Linked DNA regions of Sus scrofa: region 1 is linked to region 2. Evidence: chromatin contacts called from public Hi-C data. All regions are on one chromosome and are shown on one strand. Each heading gives the region's core, a stretch centred on a gene start, on an enhancer-like site or on the middle of the called end of the contact. The rest is flanking DNA. Distances are from core to core; before and after follow the strand shown.

Region 1 (5,873 bases), core at 1,543-4,042, 390 kb after region 2:
GTTGGCCTTAACCCCAGGCTTCCCTCTGGTTTCTCCCTGCTCCCGAGTGGGTCCCCCTCGGCCAGTGCTCCCGTCGGAAGAGCCGGGCACGCAGAAGGAGAGCTTCAAGGAGACGAGGAAGGGAAAGCGGGCTGTGGAGACAGACCCCCCTTCACACCAGGGATCGGATCTTACCCGGCTTGTTTTTGCCTCAAAGGCAAACCGCTCTGGCCCGGCTTCCCGTATTGATCTAATCAAGAGTCCAAACACAATTTCGGGACTGTCAAAACAAGACCCGAAGACCTGACACAGACAATTAACGTAAGTCAAGGAAACCCACCCGCCTCGTCCTGGCTCATCAAGGCTCCCGCGCGATGCCAGCCGCCCGGCCCCAGGCCGCACTGTCGCCGCCGGCAGGTGGTTGTGCAGGGGACGCCTGACATCAGGCTGGAAGCTATAATTACCTGCTGTATAATTTGGCTGCTAAATAGATTGTTTACAAAGGTGCGCGTGATGAAATTGCAGGCATGGCAGCGCACAGCCGTGAGGCTGGGGGAGGGGCAGCATCCCACCTGCCACTGTGGCTGCTGCGACTCTGACCTCCCCGGGCACCTGGGCCTCGGCCCCATGATGATGGAAATACCCGGCCTTCCTCCCTCAGGTGTCATCAGGTAAGGAAGCCCGGGCAGAATCAGACTCCCGTTGGCACAAGACACGAGATGGAACCACAGGCCCCCAGGGTCAGCTTGGAAGGAAATGGGCCCAGCAGGAGCCCCAGGGGGCGGAGGGAAAGTTCAAGGTCACGGGGCTCATTCCAGGCAGGTCATGGAACTGGGGACTGTCTCATTAACATACAGGGAACAATGGAACAGCATAACCTCTCTACACCATGGCTGAGAGGGACCTTCTGAGATGAGAGAAATGACTCGTCAAAAGTAAGGTGACATCAGGCAGTACCCTTGTGGCCCAGTGGGTTAATGATCTGGTTTGTCTCTGTGGAGACTCAGGTTTGATCCCCGGCCAGGGAACTTCCCCATGCCGTGGGTGTCACCAGGGGAAAAAAAAAAAAAAAGCAAGGTGACATCCAATAAGGATAAAGACCAAGACAAGGCCCTATCTGGGAACTTGGGAAAAAGCTAGAGATCCAAAATAGGAAAAATGGGTTAAACATGAAAAGGCCTGTGGGGGGGTCAGATCATATCTGGCGTCAAAGATGCTTCTGTAACGAAATGCTCTTTTAAAACAAAACCAAGAAAAGAAACAGAAACAGGCGCACAGTCATAGAGAGCAAACTCGTGGTTACCAAAGGCGGGGCGGGGGGAGATACATGAGGAGTTTGGGATCCGCAGATGCAAACCCTACACGGAGGATGCGTCAAGAACAAGGCCTGCGGTAGACGCAGGGAGTTATGGTCAAGATCCTCGGAGAAACCACAGCGGAAAAGAATGTGAAAAAGACGTGTGTACACGGACACTCGCATAAGTGAATCGCTTTGCTGCACACCACAAGACAACACAACGTTGTGCACCAACCATGCTTCAATAATAAACAAATAAAAACAAAGAGACGCCCCAACGTAATTGATGGGCATGGATGCCAAAAGGATTCAAGAATAACAGACTTTTAAGAGTTTAAGAGAACCGATTTTCCAGCGCTAAGGCTTGCCATTTTGGACCGCATGGGGAAATCAGAGTAAAGGGGAAATAACTAAGGGACGGAAAACCGGACCAACGAGAAAGAGTAAAGACTTGGCAGTTTTCACTCCACACAAGAGGAGGTGAGAGGGGTTAGATCCTCTTGGCCCTCGGCATTCTCAGAAATTCTCGGCACAGGGGTGCCGAATTCCCTCCACCATGTCCAGGAAAGTGAGTTACTCAAGTTTTGAGATCACAGTCACATGAGTTTCATCTGCAAAGTGCTCCCACTCTCCCCGCCACAAACCCGCCAGGAGGCCGACGGCTGGGAATTCCCTGGAGGCCTAGCAGTTACGGATCTGCTGTGGTCGCTGCTGGGCCGGGAGCTGGATCCCTGGCCCAGGAACTTCCTCTTGCCCTGGGCAAGGCCGCAGGAAAAAAAAAAAAAAAAAAAAAAAAAAGGCTAGTGGCAGATAACCTCAAGCCAACACTTCTCCCTCTGCCACGGCGACATTTATGGGCTATACACGGCACCGACTGGACACCACGCCTGCTGGGAAGCCTGGCATCCTTGCCCAGCAACACGACGGGCTCCATCTGCACCCTCAAAGAGGGTCGTGATGAAGGAAGCTCCACCTGAGAGGAAGGATGATAAACTCCGCCGTAAATTCCCATCGACATTAGGGGCCCTCAGAGTAGAGACAGCTTTACATTTTGGCAGAGGGACAAAATCTGATCCCAGGACCCTTCACCTCCCACAGACAGTGGAAGGGCCTGAGACTGTTCAGAAGCCCTATCTGCTCGGGACCCTGCCCCTCTGCTCGCCAGGCAGGATGAAAGCCCAACAGCGTTTCTGTGCAGCAAATAGGAGTGCCGGCCGTCTAGTCCTGCCATCTGTCTGCCTGTCACATCTGTGTGCTAACTCTGAGCTTGGGGTCCAGAACCTTCCAGCCTGCTTTCTGATGAGGTGGACAGTCTGGGTCTAGTCCCACCCTAACAGGAGCGGGGGTTCCTGGGGACCCCGTACAGCCAGCGGGGAAGGAGCAAAGGAAGAGACACCTGACTTCTCGCCTCCGGCCACCGGCCAAGTCCAGCTGGAAGCAGAGGGCAGGAGAGCTGGGGGGCACGGGCCACAGAGAACAGCCTCTGGCACGCCGAGCAGAGTGGAGAAGGGCAGGAATCAGTGGGGACTTGGGGGACATCAGAGATGGGCCAGCACAGATGGTATAACGTGGAGCCAGGACTGGGGACGACTGTGGCATCCAGCTTGTCCCAGGGAAGAAGAGAAGGCAAGCCCCAGGACCTCAGGCCCAGCAGCCTCTGAGAAGTCCAGGAGAGCATTGTCCACCCTCGCCATCACCCACCAGGACCCCAGGAGATACCACTGCCACCTAGAGCCCCTAGCTACCCTCCCAAAAAAGCTGGGGAGGGCCAGTGTAGGAGCGTCTGAGGGCATGGCTTCTCCAGCCACCCAGCACTTACAGCCCCGCAGCACAGGGCCTCCCAAACGCCTTCTCATCTCCTGCTCTGAGGATGCCCCCCCCTTTTCTGACAATGGATTCGGTGCATTGCATTCAGAGGAGCCAGTATGTTTAGCAGAAACGGGAGACTCTGCTCAGCAACTGGGCAGGAGAGGGCCCCAGGGAAGGGGGGTACCGTGTGGGAAGGACGACGCGGGGGCGGGGGGGGGGGGAGGTCCGGAAGAGCTGCTGAAGCTTCTCAACATTGCAGACAGAGAAAACAACAGCTCCCAATAATAATAACCATTTCAGCTTTGCTCAATTATGATCTCCAGATTACGGGCATCTCATTACCACCTCAAAACGAACAAACAAAACTCTGACTTTTCTATTAACGTCACAGCCGTCAGTGTCTCATTGATTGAAGAGAGCCAACTTCAAAAGAGACTGAATTGTTTTTTCATTCTAAGCCAATCTAGAGCCTGGGCTGTGTCTGCAGACATTTTGTCTCGTCCCTGCCTCTGCCCGGGGCTCCACCTAGCGTCCGACAGCCGGTACTACACCCTCTATCCCACTTCTTAAAGCTGCCTTTTCTCACAATGAGCTGGTTTCATAGAAAATCATGAGACTTGATGGAGGGAAAAAAATGGCCTCTGTGACAGACATTTTTCAAAAGTGGTTGAGCAATAAAGACTTCCCATTTATTGGATTTCACACATGATTTCGCTTGAGCCAAACCAAAGACTCGTGACTCTTAAAAACAAGGAAGAGGCAAGAGAGTACCGAGTATTTGGGCAATTTTCTCACGGCCTTCTTGTTTTGGGGAACCATGCCTGTGTGGACACATAAAAAGGTGACTGATTTGCATATGCACATACGGAGTTTGCAGGGCCAGGCCTCGTACAGCAAAGACTTATTTAAGTCCCTGTAATGGGCTGAATTGTGCCCCAAATTCAAATAAATCCTAGCCCCCTGTGTCTCAGAAGGTCACCATTTTGGAGATGAGACAATTAAGTGAAAAGGAAGTCTTTAAGGTAGACCCTAGTCAAATCTGACTGGTGTCCTTATGAGAAGAGGAAATTTAGACACAGACTATGCAGGTAGGGGGACGGGGGGCGGTGGTAGTGGGGAGACCCTATGAGGATGAGAAGGCAGTCACCCACCAGGCAAAGGGGAGAGGCCTCAGAAGAAACTAACCTGCCAGCGCTTTGATCTTGAACTTCCAGACTCCAGAGCTGTGAGACAATATGTTTCTCTTGTTTAAGCACACACACACACACACACAGAGCCCCGTCTGCAGTGTTTTGTTATGTGGCCACAGCAAACTACAGCCCCTACATTTTTTCCTCCCACAAGCTGGGCAAACAACACCAGAGGAAACCGGCCCCATTGCTGGTAAGAGTGACCTATGCCAGCTTCGTGTCTCTGCGTTTTCTACATAATGAGTTCTGAACCCGGAAAGGTTGGGCAGTAGCTTTGGCAACTTCCTTTGTCCACTCCTCCCTCCTATCAGTAGGGAACGTGGTAAGACTTAAGCCTCTCCCGGAAGTGGCTTCCTGGTGGGGGTTTAGGAGAATCCAGACCCTCCCTCAGCGGGCAGTTGGGGGTCAGATAGGCCTCTGCCACAGCTGGGTGAGCAAGCTTGGCAAGTTTACTGCGCCTCTCTGAGCCCCGATCTTGTCCGCTGTAAAGTGAGGGTGATGGGGTTGCCTGGAAACTGAGGTTCAGCAGGGCATCTGGCTCGGACCTGCTCAGGACACACCCACCAGCCACACCTGAGCCGAAGGTGCACACCAGCATCCCCAGACTTGCCTGCGGAACCCCGACTTCGCCCCTCTTCTTGGAGAGGTGGGGAGAGGGGCTGGTTAGGCGGGAGCAGGCATTTAGGCCCCCCCCCGCCCCCCGCAGTGCCCCGTGGACGCCCGGCATAAAAGCCAACTTCAGAAAATTGCTTCCGGTGACCTTGGCTTTCAAGAGATCTCCTAGGAGGACAGAGGCCTTTGGCTGGACATTTAGGGACGTCACTTTTGAAGGCACAGAAGCAGGATGGCTGCAGCGGGTGCGGGAGGAAAGGGCACCGCCGCCAGGAGCCCGACTCCCGGGAACCGCAGCGCCGACTCAGTCCTTTCCCGCTGCGATCAATCTCTGGCCGGGCCGTTTCCGCCGCCCGCGGCTCCGGCCCCGCGGCCGCGCGGCGCATTAGTGACTCTGTGACCCGTTCGCCCAGCGCCCTGCCCGCGGCTGCCCGCCCCGCTGCGGCGGCTGCCGGGCGGGACAGGGACAGCCGGCCTGGTCCCCGCAGCCCGAGTCCCCTCTTAAAGCGGCCCGTGCGCTCCGTGCGGATGCCCCGGGCCCCCCGCCCGGTCCCCCGTCGGGGACCCCGGCTCCCCCTGGCGGACGCCAGCTCCCTCGAGTTCCCAGCCGTTTCAGATGTTCAATTTCAGTCATCTGGGGGTGCTTTTCCAGCGCGCTCGCGCAAACACACAGACACACAGACACACAGACACACAGACACACACAGACACACACACACACACACACACACACACACACACACACACACTCTCTCTCTCTCTCTCTCTCTCTCTCTCTCTCTCTCTCTCCAGGTGAGGGATTTCCGGCTGGGTGCATCAGAGATCTCGGCGGCAAGATGCACACAGGCTAAGGAGCCAAAGAACAGAAATGCAGTAAAAATGTAAAAATGGGGTAGGCCCAGCAAAGTGTCCAGAATGCTCCCTGACTGAACGCTCTGTACCAGCCTCAGAACACTCAGTGCTCCGTCTGGACTCTTCAGCCCGGG
Region 2 (5,507 bases), core at 886-3,385:
GCGGGCATGCGTCTGAAGCAGGGAGGCTGAAGGGGCTCCGCAGGCTGGGCTCCTCGTGTGTGTGCCAGGTCAGCTGGTCACTGGGTCTCGCCCTCCCCCGACCCCCATCGCTCTCCCAACTTCGCAGGACCAAGGTCGCTGCCTCGTCTTCCCAGCCTGGGGCCTTCAGCAGCCCTGCTTGGATTCTGGGGGCTCAGTGGCCCTGCCCCCGGCCCACACCCCATCCCAGGCAGGCTGGGGTGGGCTGGAGTTTGTTGGGCAAAAGACACAAAAGATTGAGTCCAACCCCCAACCACCCATTTCAAATTCCAACGGTGACCTGTTTCTACCCGAGCGAGCCTGGCCTGTCCTCGGTCGCGCCGGTGTGCGTCTGGGCACAGAGCTCTCCCCTGACAGTGGCCGCGGCGGGCCCTCCTGGCAAGGTGTCTGTGCCACAGCACTTCCCTGTCACGGGCTCTCACGCCCACGGGGCCCTGGGACGCTCTGAGCCAGGACCCTCCCTCAACCTGAAAGCGTCTGCTCCCCGAGCCGGGCCTTCAGGCTGCGCTGCAGCCAGCGGGCACCTGCCTGGGGTCGCAGGGGAGAGCCTGCGTGGCCTGTGGGGTTTGCAGGGACCCTCCAGCCAGCCTGCCCTCCCAAAGTACTGCTGAGCCTCTTCAAAGCTCGTAAGTCACCATGAGTCACCCTGGACTCGCCAGCACCAGCCTGGATCCCCCATGCGCCCAGCTTAGGGGTGACAGCTGCTAGGAATGACTTCCTGGGCCGTCCCAACCCATTTGTTTCTCTTGGTGACCTGTGCCACCACCTTTAGAATAACTGCCCTCCACTGCCCCCCCCCGCCCCACATCAGCACTGCCACTTCACAAAGGGCAGCTGGCACCTGGCCCTCGGGCTCTGAGAATTGTCTCCCACGCCTACCCTGCAGCGACAGAAAGACCTCTGAAGTCAACTGCTCAGACCCACTCTGTGCCATGGGCCCACGCGCAGCCCTGGCCAGGGCCGGCGCTCTGTCTGAGAAGCTGGGGTAGGAGCCGAGCAATGCGTCCCACCTGCTGAGGGGGAGGCTGTGCTCGCAGCTGGGGCTGCACCATCTCCAAACAGGCCTCCTGCAGCCACCCTGTCCTGGCCACCCCCATAGGCAGGAGGCAGGGTCTGCCCACTTGGGAGTTGAGGTCAAATGCTTAAAAAAAAATCACCAGCACCACAGGCTAGAGCGAATTCACTTAAGTTTGCTAAGTATCTTAAAAACAACAAACAACAACAACCACAAAACCCCCAAACAATCTGCGGCTCTCAAACCTCATTGAAAACAAGGAAAAGCGAGACACCTGGGTTTCTTGACCGCCCAGCTCTGTTCTGTGGCTCAGGGAGGGCGCCGAGTTTGGGGCTCCCCTGGTCTGGGAGTGACTGCCAGCCCAGCGGCAGCACCAGCCAGCCAAAGTGCTGCGCAACCTAAGAGGGGGTCCCTCTCCACAGACACCCCCCCCCACCCCGGCTAGCCATCGGCTCTGCTGCTGCCGCCACTTCTAAGTGCAACCAAATGGGGGGTAGCAGGGGCCGTGGTGCCCCGTGCCCCTCCCAGCACCCTGAAGCCGGCATCTAAGCAGGGCTCAACAAGGAGCCACGCTGTTGGCAGGAGCGAAAATGAAAAGCATCCGTGGGCGAGCCCCGCGGCGCCGCTTCTCCCTGGGCCCGCGGTCCTGGCTGCAGCCAGCCGGGGCTCACGCCACTCGCACGAGTACCGCCTGCTTCCTCCCCTAGGCCCTGCTCACGGAGCTAAGGCTTGGACACGCGTACATGGTAAAACGAAACCATGCCCCTCTGCAGGGGGCAGCCACGGGTACCCCCGGTAGGTGTGCCCGCCCTCCCGGCTCACCTGGTGGCTGAGCAGTCCCCGAGAAGGCGTCCACGCGAGCCTCCCACGCCGAAGGCCAGGCCGTCTGAGGGCAGCAGCCGATTCACCTCACCTGGTTTATAACCACACCTGCAGAGGCTTCTCCGGGCCTCAAGGGGGCCCATCAGGGATTCCTAGGAAGCTGCTGGAAGCCTGCCGGGCTCTGCAGGCGGCCCGCCCGCTCCGGCCGCTAGGTGGCAGTGTGGCGCCGCGGCACCCGTTCCCGGGAAGGCGCTGCCCGCGTCGTCCCCCAGCTCCCCGCCCCCGGGCGCTCCCGGAGGCTCCGCGACGCCCCGGCCCGCCCTGAGGTCTGGGGCTGGGCTTGCCGGCGCCTGCACGTTGTCACGGATCGCCCTGGGTTGGGAGGCCGGAAGGGGCGCCCTGCCTGCCCGCGTCCCAGACGCACCGCACACCTCTGAGCTCGGAGGGGAAGCGCCTACACAGTCCAGGCCCGGTGGGGGGAGTTGACCGCGTGGCCGAGAGAGGCCCCTCACATTCCTGGGGACAAAGTGGGGGCCAGGGGCAGCCCCGTGCTCATCCCTCGGGCGGCAGCAGACCTCCCTGCCCTAGAGTCTGCGAATGAAGGCCCACTTGAGGGCAATAGCCTCCTTTCTCAAGAGGGGCGGGGGAGTGAGAAATCGAGGATTAAGGGAACAGCGACAACAGTCTCCTCCCCTCCAGGTCCTGCTCGCGCCCAAGGGTGGCGGGTGGAGCAACGGTAAGGTGTTCAAAGCGGCGGGCAGGGGGTTGCTGCACCGGCATCCCAGTCCTTGTGCAGCAAGCATCTCTTACCAGGCAGCTCCAAGGGCAGAACGATTCCTGGGCCCAAACCCGAGCCCAGTCTGGGAAGAGTGGGATCGCCAGCATCACAGCATCCTAAGTGAGAGTTCCGGGGACGCCTTGGCTGAGGCGCCGAAACTGGAAGGAAGAGCATTGACATCAAAGGCTGCATGAAAATCAGGCTACACGACTTCCGACTTCCGGTTGGAGAAGCCGGCAGGTGCCCAGAGCAAGAGCACCCCTCTACGGGGCACCAGAGGGGCCAGAATTCCTCAGATCACACTGCGTTCGCGGAGGCCAGAGACGGAATTTATTAAGATCTGCGGAAGCATAGGGGATGTACCACAAAATAGTTGGATTTACAACATGAAGTACGGTATCCATGTACAGTGTTGCCAGCAAAACCGGGCTACAGAGCAGAGGTTCACATTTCTTAAAGGCAATGGACATCTACTCTTGTCCTTAAGATAAAACAGGGGGGACCAGCAGGGGTCAATCTGATTTGCAGTTAGCACAGAATCTAAATCTAGTCGCGCAAATATAAGAAACCATAAGAAAACTATTAGAAAAATAGAACATCAAACAAGCAAAAAATATTATACAATTTACATAATAAAAACGCACAATTCTTTTAACAATGGCTCCATGTTCAGTAGAGGAAAAGTGCTCTGGAGAAACCACAGCTATTTCGGTTTGATAATAAACCCACTCTCACCACCATCATCACCCTTTGTGCTCCTTAAACCCATCCATGCTGAAAGGCACAACTTAAGCAGGAAACTTATTTTAAATACATATTATAACTTCTCAAATGGGAAAATAAGTCCCAAACTTAACAAAGTTTGTCATCAAGAAACACAAAATCATATAACCTTGTTAATAATTTAACAAAGTCTGATGCATCTTCCCAGCCCTGCTCCCCAGCCCTGAGAAACCCCAGGTGGGCAAGGTCTTTCACTGCCCGGGGGGGCGGGGTTCAGCTGGCAGCACAACACGCTCTCGGGGCAGTCCAGGGGCTCCTGAGAACTGCTCCTCGAGACCCCGGGCCAGTCCACGCCCCCCCTTGGAAGAGCACCACCACTCAGGGGAGCAAAGGGCACAGAAAGACTGGGTCATTGTGATCAGCAGAAAGGTCAGTTGACTTTCTGCCTTAACCACCCAGGAGGCGTCAAAACTGCGATGACGACACACGGAGTGTACATGGCTTCTCGCTCCACTGGATCAATAAAGCATTTCATTACCCAAAAGGTCCACGAGAGTCGAGTCAGACAAAATGTACATCTTGCTCTAAGAGCCTTACACGCGCTCTCACTGCCAAGGCAAACAGGTAGGTTTTAAATTATACTCACAATTATACACAACATATATTTTGTTCCATCTGAAGTGAACTCTGCAACAGCTCTGCACACAAGCGTCACACGCCTGCACCTGAAAGGCGAGGAGGTGCCACACTCATGCGTCTCCATCCAGCCTAGAACATTCGGGTGGGGGACTCGGCCTGAAGACCCCTCACTCCTGTCCTGGGGGAGGGGGATGGTTCTTGGGTGCCAAGAGGACAATCGGCTCTTAGTGTGGCAAGTGGGGCATTCAGAAAGATGGGTCCTGGTGTGGAGCCAGGCAGGTTTACTCTAGCAGGGGGGCCCCCGAATGCCTGTGGGCTCACCAGCAGTCTGGGTAGGGTCCACACACCCGGCCCCAGCCTCCCGCCCTATTGACAGCTCTGCCTCCTGTGTGAAGCTAGAGGCCCTCCTAGGCGGGCAGCAAGACTGTCAGCTCGCAATGTCTGCCTGCCTGCAGGTGGGGCCGGGCAGGGGGGCGGGGGGGCTCGGTGTAGCCTGTGTTGCCCCCATCGCCACCTCTACCCACAAGCAGCAGCAAACCACACAGCGAAAGGCTCCTGCTGGGCCAGGCGCGCCTCCCAGGTGTAGACGGTGTGCTGAAGGGGAGAAGGGAGCGGCCTGGGGGCTCTGGGTGAGGGGTGTAGCCCCCTCAGCACCACCACCTGTGGCTAAAGGGTGGCGGAGCGTGGTGTCCAAACCACCCGGGAGCAGGCGGCTGATCACCTGTTGGAGTCAAGACTCAAAGGAACAAAACCCCAAGTGGGGAAGCCAGAGCGGTGCTGACAACAGTATCAACTTGGAAGCTCCTCCCAAACGACCTGCAAAGAAGGTGCGGCCTCTGGGTCTGTAAGAACGAATCTGGCCCAAAGTCGGGGCAGCAGGGCGAGCAGGTGGGGTGGGACTGGTGCAGAGGCTGAGCGAGAAGGTTCTGGTCCCCATCCCCTCGGGGGGCTCACGTCCCCCTGCCTAGGGCCCAGGGGCTTCCCTGGCGTCCGTGGGCTCAGGTCCTTACGGCCCGCGCTTGCTTCTCTGAGGGTCTTCCCAAGGCCATGAGCGTGCAGGGGGGCACGTGCTCAGCAGAAATGGTCTTTGCAACCGACCAGGGTAACGGGGCTGCTGCACAGAGGGAAGCAGACACAGCAGCCCCAGAGGCCGTGTCTCCAGAAAAAGGGAATTTCTGACACATATTTCCAGTTTGGGGGGAGTCTGGGAGGGGCCGAGATGGGAGACGGTCGGGCACTTCCAGTGGTTGGTATGGGCCTGTGTGTCTGCGCCTGCTCAGGGGCAGGCGGGACAGGTGTGACGAGGAAGTCCACCAACCCGGGAGGCGCCCCAAAAACCCCATTCCCCTCCCTCGGCTGGCCCCCCGCCTCCCTCACACGCTCTGCCTCTGCGGAAAAACTGCAGGCAAAGCAAGAGAACAAATGGCCAAGAGGCAATCAAACCCCCAACAAAATAAGTTAATATTTACCAAAATATTGTACAGCACCAAT

What was found. Hi-C and Micro-C count contacts between places; a contact is called where the count stands out from the background.
Region 1: a Hi-C map of retroperitoneal adipose tissue shows a contact between it and region 2, with 2.2 times the contacts expected there. The contact joins two enhancer-like sites. A contact is called at or near these places in 5 of 47 Hi-C or Micro-C datasets (embryonic fibroblasts, fetal skeletal muscle, mesenteric adipose tissue and 2 more).

Annotation. Positions count from the first base shown.
Region 1 is chr11:6,927,444-6,933,316 of Sscrofa11.1, forward strand. All of the region lies in intron 2 of LOC106505250 (a long non-coding RNA gene), which reads right to left. Among named protein-coding and RNA genes, the nearest start is that of KATNAL1, 130 kb to the right of the region's middle. Within about 2 kb of position 2,793, at least 23 of the 83 cell types and tissues checked have an H3K27ac peak or open chromatin away from gene starts, as enhancers often do. A contact at or near this core is called in retroperitoneal adipose tissue, where this site is marked.
Region 2 is chr11:6,535,091-6,540,597 of Sscrofa11.1, forward strand. SLC7A1 (solute carrier family 7 (cationic amino acid transporter, y+ system), member 1) reads right to left here. Exons shown (of 13, transcript NM_001012613.1): 13 at 2,966-5,507. Among named protein-coding and RNA genes, the nearest start is that of SLC7A1, 67 kb to the right of the region's middle. Within about 2 kb of position 2,136, at least 36 of the 83 cell types and tissues checked have an H3K27ac peak or open chromatin away from gene starts, as enhancers often do. A contact at or near this core is called in retroperitoneal adipose tissue, where this site is marked.